Regions from separate parts of the Mus musculus genome. Here region 2 is linked to region 1. The links are chromatin contacts, called in public Hi-C maps. All regions are on one chromosome and are shown on one strand. Each heading gives the region's core, a stretch centred on a gene start, on an enhancer-like site or on the middle of the called end of the contact. The rest is flanking DNA. Distances are from core to core; before and after follow the strand shown.

Region 1 (4,970 bases), core at 1,247-3,746:
CTTGTTACTTGTGAATGAATGAAGAAAAGACATATTTCTTTTTTCTTTTTCTTTTTTTTTTTTTTTTGGTTTTTTCCAGACAGGGTTTCTCTGTGTAGCCCTGGCTGTCCTGGAACTCACTTGGTAGACCAGGCTGGCCTCAAACCCAGAAATCCACCTGCCTCTGCTTCCCAAGTTTGGTTTTGGCTTTGGTTTTGGTTTGAAAAGACATTCCTTATAAAGATATACTTAGTTCTGAGGGTGGAGGTAGGAGTAGCAAGCAACACACAGGACAGGGAAGTATGTCTGTCCGTCTGTCTGTCTGTCTGTCTGTCTGTGTGTGCATGCCTGCTAATGTCTGTCTGTGTGTGTGCGTGCTTGCACATGTGGCTGTCAAAGGGCAGTCCCCAGTTCCCCAGTGCTGTTCTACAGGAGTCATCTTTTTTTTTTTTTTTTTTTAATGTTCACTGATGTTTGCCTGTGTGTATGGCTGTGATGACGTCAGGAACTCTGGAACTACAGCTACAAGGCAGGTGTGAGGTGCCATGTGGTTGCAGGGAAATGAATGTGGGTCCCCCGGAAGAGCACCCATGCTTTTAACCTCTGAGCCACCTCTCCAGCCCCCATCTTATTTTCTGAGGAGCTCTTTCACTGCCCCAGGGTTCACTAAGCAGGCTATGCTGGCCAGCCTCCGGACCCCTGGGATTACTGGTCTCCCAGTTCTGGGGTTGCAAGTGCACTTCACTGTGCTTGGCACTTTTTTCTTTTTAAACGTGAGTTTCTTCTGGGGCTCATACGCAGGTTATGTTTTCAAGGCAAGCACTTCACTGACTGAACTATCTTCCAGCCCCACAGAGGCTTAATGGGAACAAAACCAATCGCCAGAGGGACTGGCAAACTTAAAGCACTTCCAAGGATCTTGAGAAATCAAGATCAAATGAATAGAAATAGTCTTTCATCTCCAAACAGAAAAAAAAGAAACAATCACTGATGAAGAGAAAGAGACAAGACCAGAAGGGACAAAGCACAACTTCCCTTAGCCCCGAGTTAATACTGATTAATTACATTGCTGTTCTGCTATAAAGGCAGAGCCTTCAAGCCATGCATTTACATGAGCTCTTGGGTGACCTGCTGGGTGGGCTCTGGCCATTTGCTCTGACTTAGCAAGCAGGATGATGTAGCATGCTCAAGTTCTATAGACTCAGCTTTGTGACCATTACAGAGTTTGCAACTGATCATACTTGTGTTGAAGTGTAGGCCTGGCCTTGAGCCAAGGACTTGATGAAGTTGCTGAGTCCTTCCAAAGATTTTCTTAGTTCTGTGCTTAGAACCCCTGACACTGCCTTGGACAGGTGGGGACTGTATTTATTTCTGTCACTGTCCTATGGCAGGAAATGAACAACAAAGCAAGCAGGTGCGTTTGCCTGCCCCAACAGCCTGTATCCTCCATGCCATAGACAGAAGCTGTGGAGATCATGATGCAGAGAGGGTGATGGCCTCCATAGCTGCCCAGGATTTGCTTCTGCAAATTTCCAAAGGTCAGTCTCCCATCAGTAGACAGAGGGAGGCTGAAAGACCGCCATCACAAGCTAAGGGTGTACCCATGCTTAGAGTGACCCTCCGTATCTACTGGGACCACACCCCAAACTTCCCTGGGCTTTACTAAAGTAAAGGTAGATGTGTCTGCGAGCGCACCACAGAGCTAGCCCAGCGCTGCTGGAGGGGAAATTTGATCACCAGAACATAGAAGCCGGAGGCCTAGTCAGGTGGGTTTACGGCAGTTGTAGAACACATTTGAGATGCTTTATGCAACTCTGGCCTGATGTTTGCTTGTAATGTGGGAAACAGGACTGCTGGGGAGGGTGTAGTAAAGCTGTTAAGACTGTTATCAACAGGGTATGAAAGCAGCCTCCTGTGGGAATGAGTAACGGCTCTTGGCTTCCTGTTCCTTTTCTCTTTTTTTTTTTTTTTGGTTTTTCGAGACAGGGTTTCTCTGTGTAGCCTTGGCTGTCCTGGAACTCACTTTGTAGACCAGGCTGGCCTCGAACTCAGAGATCCACCTGCCTCTGCCTCCCGAGTGCTGGGATTAAAGGCGTGTGCCACCACGCACAGCCTGTTCCTTTTCTTAGCAGCCCTCCCCCAACCCACCCCCAAAAAACAATTGTGTAGCTCACCTCTGAATTCCCCAGGCTGGATTTGCTTCCTACTTGGTATTTCCTGAACACAAGTCCACACTTGTAGGTCTTTTTGTTTTTTAAACGTGTCAGCCTTTATGATTTCCAGTCATATGCTGTTCCAAATAAATACACTAGCCATTAGTAGTAATGACACACTAAAGGTGCCAACTACCTGTCTAACTATCACATATATCAATTCATAGTCACTCAGAATAAGGAGTGACTAATTTAACAACCAACAGGCTTGATCCCAACACAGCCAAAGCAAGCAGTGAGAATGGATCCCACAGTGCAACCTGAGCTGCTTCTGTGCCATCCCCCAGTGGGACTGTTAGGACTTTACCACAGCCGTCCCGTCCAGCTAGTGTCTACAGAGAGCTCTCAAGCTTAGAGCCTGAGTCACCCCCAGCCTTGTGCCTCTTGCTCTACCCCACCAAGTAGCTTTCACTACAAGTCCCCCACTCATCCCCGTCTGTATGCCTGCATCTTCCACGACCCACAACCACCTTGAACTGCTGCTGCTCTAAGCACAGTCTCTTCTCTGGGCAATCGTCACTGTGCCCTGGTTCATGCTCATCCAGGAGACAGAGAGCCTGGTTCAGACCCTCCAGGAACTTCTTTCAGAATGATGTGGGCCTGTTTCCTCACCAAAACCTACGATAACAAAAAAGCAGTTTTTCCAGGGCTGCTAGGAGAACAAAGTAGCTGATCCCTACCTAGTAAAGCACATTAGGAAACACGCAAAACTCCTTTCAGGTTACCTCAACCATCTTTGCTCAAACCCCTTCACTGTAATGGAGACAGTGAGCAAGAACAGGACTAGCAAACAATTTCTGTGCAGTGCCAACAGGTAAGCATTTTTGTCATTAAAAGAGGGAGAATTTGTTTTATGTATTTTGACCATTTTAAACTGCAGGTTGGGTATTGCTCTTTTATAATAATCCCAGGACTTCCCAGGAGGTAGAGGCAGGAAGATCAGGAGTTCAAGGCCAGCCTCAGCCACATAGGGAGTTCAAGACCAGCTTGCTTGGGCTGTGTTCAAAGAAAGTAAAGCACTTAGCTGTAAATAAAATTGAAGGAAGTCAATGACTGTGAGGCCAGGCTTGGGTTAGGCTTCCAGCTGCCAGTGTATATTTTGCGAGGCCTCGTCCTGGCTTAGAGGGTCTAGCCTCCTGCTGGACGGCTCTGGGGTCCTGGTCTGCTGTGCAGTGCCTTATCTTCCAGGAAGGCTGTACTGAGGCAGTCTATTCAAGGAGGTCCAATGTGCTTATTGCCACGGCTGCCTAACCAGTTCACTTTCTACCCTGTTTTTTGAGACAGGGTTTCTCTGTGTAGCCCTGGCTGTCCTGGAACTCACTCTAGACCAGACTGGCCTCGAACTCAGAGATCTATCTACTCTTTGCCTCCTGAGTGCTGGGATTAAAGTACAACACACCCAGTTTACAGGAACCTCTTTAGAGTTTGATTTTCCACTGTGGATCCAACAGATCCAACTCAAAGATTTTGCAGAAAGCACTTTACCTTTTTGGGGGGGAGGGACTTAGAAGTGGGGGAGGCAGGGTCCCATGCTATGCACTGGAGCCCTGAGCCCTTTCACCTCACAGCTCCTGTTTATTTGCTTGTGTAAGCTGCTTCCTCTGCCTGTAAAGTTCTTATCTTTTTATCTGCCTGAGAAACTCCAGAGGCCCATATCTGATTGCTGCTGTCTACAGTTTTCCCTGCCCCCACCTCTGCTGTAAGACAGCTAGCTGGCACACTTGCTGGGTGCCAGGCACAGTGCCCCATAAGGAAAATATTCTACTTGAAGGTTCAGAGAAGTCTAGTGACTGCTTATGTCTGAAGATGTGAAGGGCAAGGTGAGGGCTCAGATCTGAGCTGTGTGTCACTTCTGTACACTTCCCTGTTCTGCACGGTTCCCACTTGTGCGTGGTCTGTCCCTTATGATACTCAGGCTCAAATGAACAAGCACACTAGACAAGAGTAAAAGACCAAGCCGAGATGCAGGGGAGAGGTGGAAGCCCGGGACAGGTAGACATCCCCACAACTTGGGACCCTTCCCAGGATACCTTCCCCTCCAGTTCTTGGAAACATCTTAAATGCTTTAAGCTGTAAAAGGCACCCAGGAACTCCAAATAGGTCATCTTTGTCTCTTGTGACAAGGACTTGGACTCGGCCCTCCAATTCACCCTACCCCAACAAGGAGATTACTCTTCATACCAATAACTGAAACCAAAATGCTTTGGTCCATCCCACAAGGAACACTGACAAGGAACCCTTAAAGATGAGCCCTTCCTCCTCCAGCATCAGCTCAGACCTGCAACCTATACCTTCTCCTTTACTTTGTTCTAAATCAGTACGTGTTCAGATGTGGACACAGGTTCAAGGGAACAGAGGGTTTGAGATACAGATACACCTACTTCAGGCCTTCCATGATTCCAGCCACAGGGAACACGTCCCTGACTGCCCCCTAGTGGCTCACTCTTCCTCTCCCTTGCTGCCTTCCTCTATTAGCTCCCCTCCTTTTTTCCTTCATCCTGGGCCAACCCTTACTCTCAGGGACTCAGAACTCCTCCCACTGTTTTGCAGAGTACATTCTCCCTTTGTGGGGTGGGGGAAAGCAAAAGAATACCAATGATAAGAAGAATGGGCGGGGGTTGGGGGGTGTATAGTTCTGGTGGTAGAGTGCTTGCCTAATCTGCATGAAGCCTAGTACTCTATCTTACAGAGTATACACCACAGTAAATAGGTGTGGTGCATAGCAGTTAGAAGGTTCAAGAGAAGTTCAAAGTCGTACTTAGCTATATAGCAAGTTTG
Region 2 (4,970 bases), core at 1,439-3,938, 68 kb after region 1:
GTTATGCATGCACATGTTCTCATTACATTTCTCACTGTAAGGACGGCTACCTCCCTTTGTTTGTTTGTTTGAATACAGGGTTTCTCTGTGTAGCCCTAGCTATCCTGGAATTCACTATGTAGACCAGGCTGGCCTTGAGCTCAGTAATCTGACTGCTTCCACCTCCTGAATGCTGGGATTAAATGGTGCATCACTGTTGCCACCTCCTTTTTCCAGATGAAGAAATGAAGGTTGGGAATGTTGTTCAGTCTCATGAGTAAAAACTGACAAGGTTGGGATCTAACACGAGTCTCTGAACTCCGGCTCTGACACACTGAGGGTGCTGCAAACAGCTGTTCTGCACTTGCTACTTGGTCATGGTGAGATCTTTCAAGGTGTGGTTGAGGAACAGCTATCTGGACTCCACTGGGAAAACGAGGCTATCCCTGGCACCACCCAGCCACACAGCCCCAGAGGTTCTGAGGGAAAGAATCTGAACTTTATATCTTCGTCGTTGTTTTGAGACAGGGTCTCTCTGTGTAACCCTGGCTGTCCTGGAGCTCCACCTGCCTCTGCTTCCTGGGTGCTGGGTGGGACAAGAGATGTGTACCACTCCCCCAGCCTGTGCGCCAAACCTCTATTTTAAACAACACCTAGTGGTTCTGATCCACATGGAGACTGAGGACTCCATCCTACTCTTTCTCAGGCACTTCTCCATTTGATTTCACCTCATTGTCACAGTAACCCGAGTCGGACAGAATAGCCACTCTCACCCCCTCACTGCAGATGAGGATGCACAGGTAGACAGTTCATTTTATTCTGGAGGCTGCTTGGTCACTGTCAGGGTTAGAGCTGCTTAAACCTTGATGTAATGGGGACTTCACTTTCCTGATGTGTTATTACTCATTTGAAACTTCATGGTGGCCGTCTCCCTCTTTCTTCAACAGCAGTGTATGGAGACAAGTTAGAAGGCATGGCTACTCTGCCCAGGCTGAGCCGTAGATGTAACTCAGCGATAGAGCTGTTTTCTACTATGTATGAGGCGCTGGGTTCCATTCCAGCAACACATGCATGCGCACGCAAGCGAGCTCAAACAAATGTGTGCTGCCGACTTCAAAACCAGTTGTTGCTTCTCCAAGTGTTATTCACAGCGGACTGATCCAATCACAAGTGCATCGGAGCACTGTCAGGAGCACTGTCAGTAAGGCCTAGCCAGAATGTGACAGAGACACAGAAGTAAATAGCCTCAGTTTATGTCTGACATGGATGCCTAGGGCTGTTCTGGTAATGGTGAGGAACATGGAAAAAAAGAGAATTTGTGGCCAGGTGTGGTGGCACATGCCTGGTACTCAGGAGGCAGAGACGAGAGGCTCTCTCAGTTTGAAGCCAGCCTAATCTACACAGAGGATTCCAGGACAGCCAGGGCTATGTAGAGAGACCCTGTCTCAAATCCCTGCCCCTGAAAAGAGAATTTGTTAGCACCCCTCTAACACTGCCCAGGGAGAGAGAAAGCACAGTGGACGGCTATAGCAGCAAAGGCACGTGGGGGTTCAATGACCACATTATAGACAGGGGTCTTTTTTGTTTGCGTTTGTTTATTTCGAGACAGGGTTTCTCTGTATATCCTGGCTATTCTGGAACTCACTCTCTGTAGACCAGGCTGGCTTCGAACTCAGAGATCTGCCTGCTTCTGCCTCCCAACTGCTGGGATTATAGGTGAGTACCACCACTACCAGCCGGCTATAGTCTTATTCTATTGTCCATGTCAGAAGGAAAGCTCTTGCCCGGGACAATGTTGCACAGTAGAGATGATGAGGGTGCATACAGGAAGGAGTTTATTCAAGTTCTCTAAAACACCATTCCAGAAAGGCACCACTCACCCTGAGACTGCTCCGTTCTAGGTAGTCCGCTACGCCATGGGGCCCAGAGGTAGGTTAGATATCGTCCCACCCTTGGAAAACTATACCTGAAGACTGCAGCTGGGTGTGCAAACACACACCGACAGGGATAGAGTATGAGGAAGATAACAAGGAGGGTGAAAAAACTCTCCTCTGATTGGTGGGGCTGGGGGTAGGGGTGGGGTTCCTCCAGAGGAGGTGCTGTATCAGCTGGCAAAGCAGGCTGATTGCCAGGCAGACAAGAGGCTCCGAGCTTGAAGGAACAACATAACCCTGAGCATATCACACTGGAGCCCACACTTAAGCAGTGACCACAAAGGAAGCAGGGATGGTAAGGAGTGCTAGACCACTGTGTACCAGGCTGGGGCAATTGGGTAATTAAAGACACTCACAGGCAACTGGGGTGGTGGGGTGGCTATTTATCAGAAGCAAGCAGGGGCTCCCAATGGCCAGGATATAAAGGCTGAGGCACCAAGGACAATATGCATTATCAGGTGCTGGCTCAATTCAAGTCTACAGCTAGCTCTGCTATGTTCACACCAAGTTTGTTTGCCAACCACTGTTCACCACCAGTAGACAATGCCCTTGTCCTGAGGCCACATCTCTATGGACCTGCTCATTTTAACCACTAAGTTCATTAAGAATCAGATGGTGGCCCCTATAGATTATCACGAACTGTTGTTTTGTGACGCTAATGCTAGGAAACTCAGGGGGTGAGATGTGGCTCTGGGTTTGAATCCCAGCACATAATCAACTATAACTCTACTTCCAGGAGATCTAATGGCCTCTGCAGGTAGCAGGCATGCACACGATGCAGACATACATGCAGACATAACACCCATGTACATTATTTAGATGTGACCTGCAGAGCTGGACTTACAGACAACTGTGGGTGCTGAGAACTGAAACATGCAAATCTGCAGGAGGCACAAGTGACCTTAACCAGAGCCATCACTCCAGCCTCTAACTTAAAAACTTCACAAAACGACAGCAAACAATGTTTGACATTCAGTGTCAGAGCCTTCATTCCCACAGACATTCTTCTGGGAGAAAGAAATCCTTTACCGTACCAACACATCTCTGAGGCGAGGCCCGCAGCGCCATTAGAAGACCTGAGATCCTTCCCTGATTGACAATGGCTTACTGTGTGATCTCAGTCAAGCCTTTAAACCTCTCTATGCCTCTTCTTTGTTAAAAGAATTAAGGTGAGAAAACAATTCCACACCCTTTAGGTCAATGCTAAAAGAAGCAATGGTAGTCAGAAGAAGGTGGGCCGGCTAGCCACCCACAGACCTGTCTATGGCTGGCGTCTTGGCGAATCAACCTAATCTGGGCCTGGGGTTTGACCTTTGGTCTAGAAACACCCTCACCCAGAGACATGCGGACATGCTTTGATGGTTTATCAACATCACTGTCTACCTACAGGCTGACAACTGAAATCAGTGTGCCCAAATCCCTGGCATAGGTAGGACTTCGAGACCTACACTGGGCAGTGAGGTGCTCACACTTAGAGCCCACCCAGTCCAATTGTGATGCTGAGGTGGGAACATCAACTGACTCAAGCCTAAGAGTTTAAAACCAGCCTGGGCCACACAGTAAAACTCTAGCTCAAAACAAACAAACAAGAAAAGAGAAAGAGAAAGAAGAAAAGACCCCCCCAGAGGCTAACACGGGCATCAGAAGAACTGTCACAGAGATCTTTACTTCGGCCAAACTAGCCCTGCATATAATGTAATATAATATAATGTAATATAATGCCTATAATGTAGAACCCAGCTTGGTTGTAGCCAGGCCACACTCAGCAACCTGACCCAGGCAAAGGCATCACGGCTCTCACTTCTAGTTCACTGCCGGCCACTTGTCTTTACTTCTGTTTTGTTTGCTTATGACAGGACCTCACGCACCCAAGTGTGGGCAGTGAAGGAAACCCTGGGTGTGTGAAGTCCTGAGTGGGTGTGTGTTGTTGACATGACAGACATTTGAGGACAAAGCCTTAGACACAAGGGAAACTGGCAAAGGCTCACTGTCCCCTGTCACCTCAGTGAGGCTCAAGTGACTGCAACACCATCCTCTGTTTGGAGTCTAAATGCTGACAGCGTGTGTGGAAAATGTTCACCTTTGATTGCTTCCCTGGGTGTTCATGGCTGAAGCCTGCTCCCCTCTGGAGCCTGCTCCTACTGCGATCAGCTAAGCCCCTCCTTGTTCATCTGTATGGAATAACCCTGCCTCTCTGCTTATCTCTGTGTAACAACTCACTACCTTGTTCAGCTGTAGACAATACCTCTTCTGTGTCCAACTCCATATAATAAACATCCTGAGCTTCTGGTGCTTCTCTGTCCCTGTGGCTGTCACTTCTTCATGCCCTTGTCACCCAAGCCAGAGTTCTAGGCTACAGCGGTGGCAGCCTCCAGGCTGGCCTCAAACTCATTGTGTAGCTGAGGCTGTCTCTAATACTCACCTGATGGTTAGTCGGTTTACTTAATTTATTTTTTGTCAACTTGATACCAGCTGGTGGCATCTGGGAAAATGGAGCCTCTACTGATAAACAATTCTCATGAGCCTGGCCTGTGGACGAGTCTGTGGGAGCATCTTCTTGCCTAGAGACTGATGTGAGGGGCCCAGTCTACTGTGACAGTGCCACAACTAGGTCCTGGTAATACAAGCAAGCAGGCTGAGCAAGCCATGAAGAGCAAGCCAGTGAGCAGCATCCCTCCACACTCTTAGCTTCAGTTCCTGCATTCAGGTTCCAGTCCTAACTCCTAAGGGACGAGGTGTGCGAGTGTAAGATGAAACAAACCCTTTCCCACCCAAGTTGCTTTTGGTCACATTTACTACAATTTAGAATTAGTGTGGGCTAGGGCAGCTGAACTCATTCCTCTTCCCCTGCTCTCCTTCTTTTTTTCTTTTTAAAGATTTATTTATTTATTATATGTAAGTACACTGTAGCTGTCTTCGACACACCAGAAGAGGGCGTCAGATCTTATTACAGATGGTCGTGAGCCACCATGTGGTTGCTGGGATTTGAACTCAGGACCTCTGGAAGAGCATTCAGTGCTCTTAACTGCTGAGCCATCTCTCCAGCCCCCTCCCCTG

The links. A called contact is a pair of places that touch in the nucleus more often than the background predicts.
Region 2: a contact with region 1 is called in a Hi-C map of the G1E-ER4 cell line, with 2.9 times the contacts expected there. The contact joins two enhancer-like sites. A contact is called at or near these places in 1 of 15 datasets of contacts at CTCF or cohesin (the NIH/3T3 cell line), 1 of 484 Hi-C or Micro-C datasets (the G1E-ER4 cell line), 3 of 115 datasets of contacts at active chromatin or transcription factors (embryonic stem cells, memory CD8 T cells and regulatory T cell precursor) and 2 of 9 other capture datasets (embryonic stem cells and macrophages).

Annotation. Positions count from the first base shown.
Region 1 is chr11:3,309,620-3,314,589 of GRCm38.p6, forward strand. The region is part of intron 1 of Gm12592 (predicted gene 12592); the gene reads right to left. It overlaps Gm11944 (predicted gene 11944), which reads left to right. Exons shown (of 6, transcript NR_045708.1): 2 at 1,371-1,517; 3 at 2,913-3,006. Among named protein-coding and RNA genes, the nearest start is that of Gm11944, 3.1 kb to the left of the region's middle. Within about 2 kb of position 2,497, at least 41 of the 459 cell types and tissues checked have an H3K27ac peak or open chromatin away from gene starts, as enhancers often do. A contact at or near this core is called in the G1E-ER4 cell line, where this site is marked.
Region 2 is chr11:3,377,538-3,382,507 of GRCm38.p6, forward strand. The region is part of intron 2 of Limk2 (LIM motif-containing protein kinase 2); the gene reads right to left. Among named protein-coding and RNA genes, the nearest start is that of Gm51879, 20 kb to the right of the region's middle. Within about 2 kb of position 2,689, at least 25 of the 459 cell types and tissues checked have an H3K27ac peak or open chromatin away from gene starts, as enhancers often do. A contact at or near this core is called in the G1E-ER4 cell line, where this site is marked.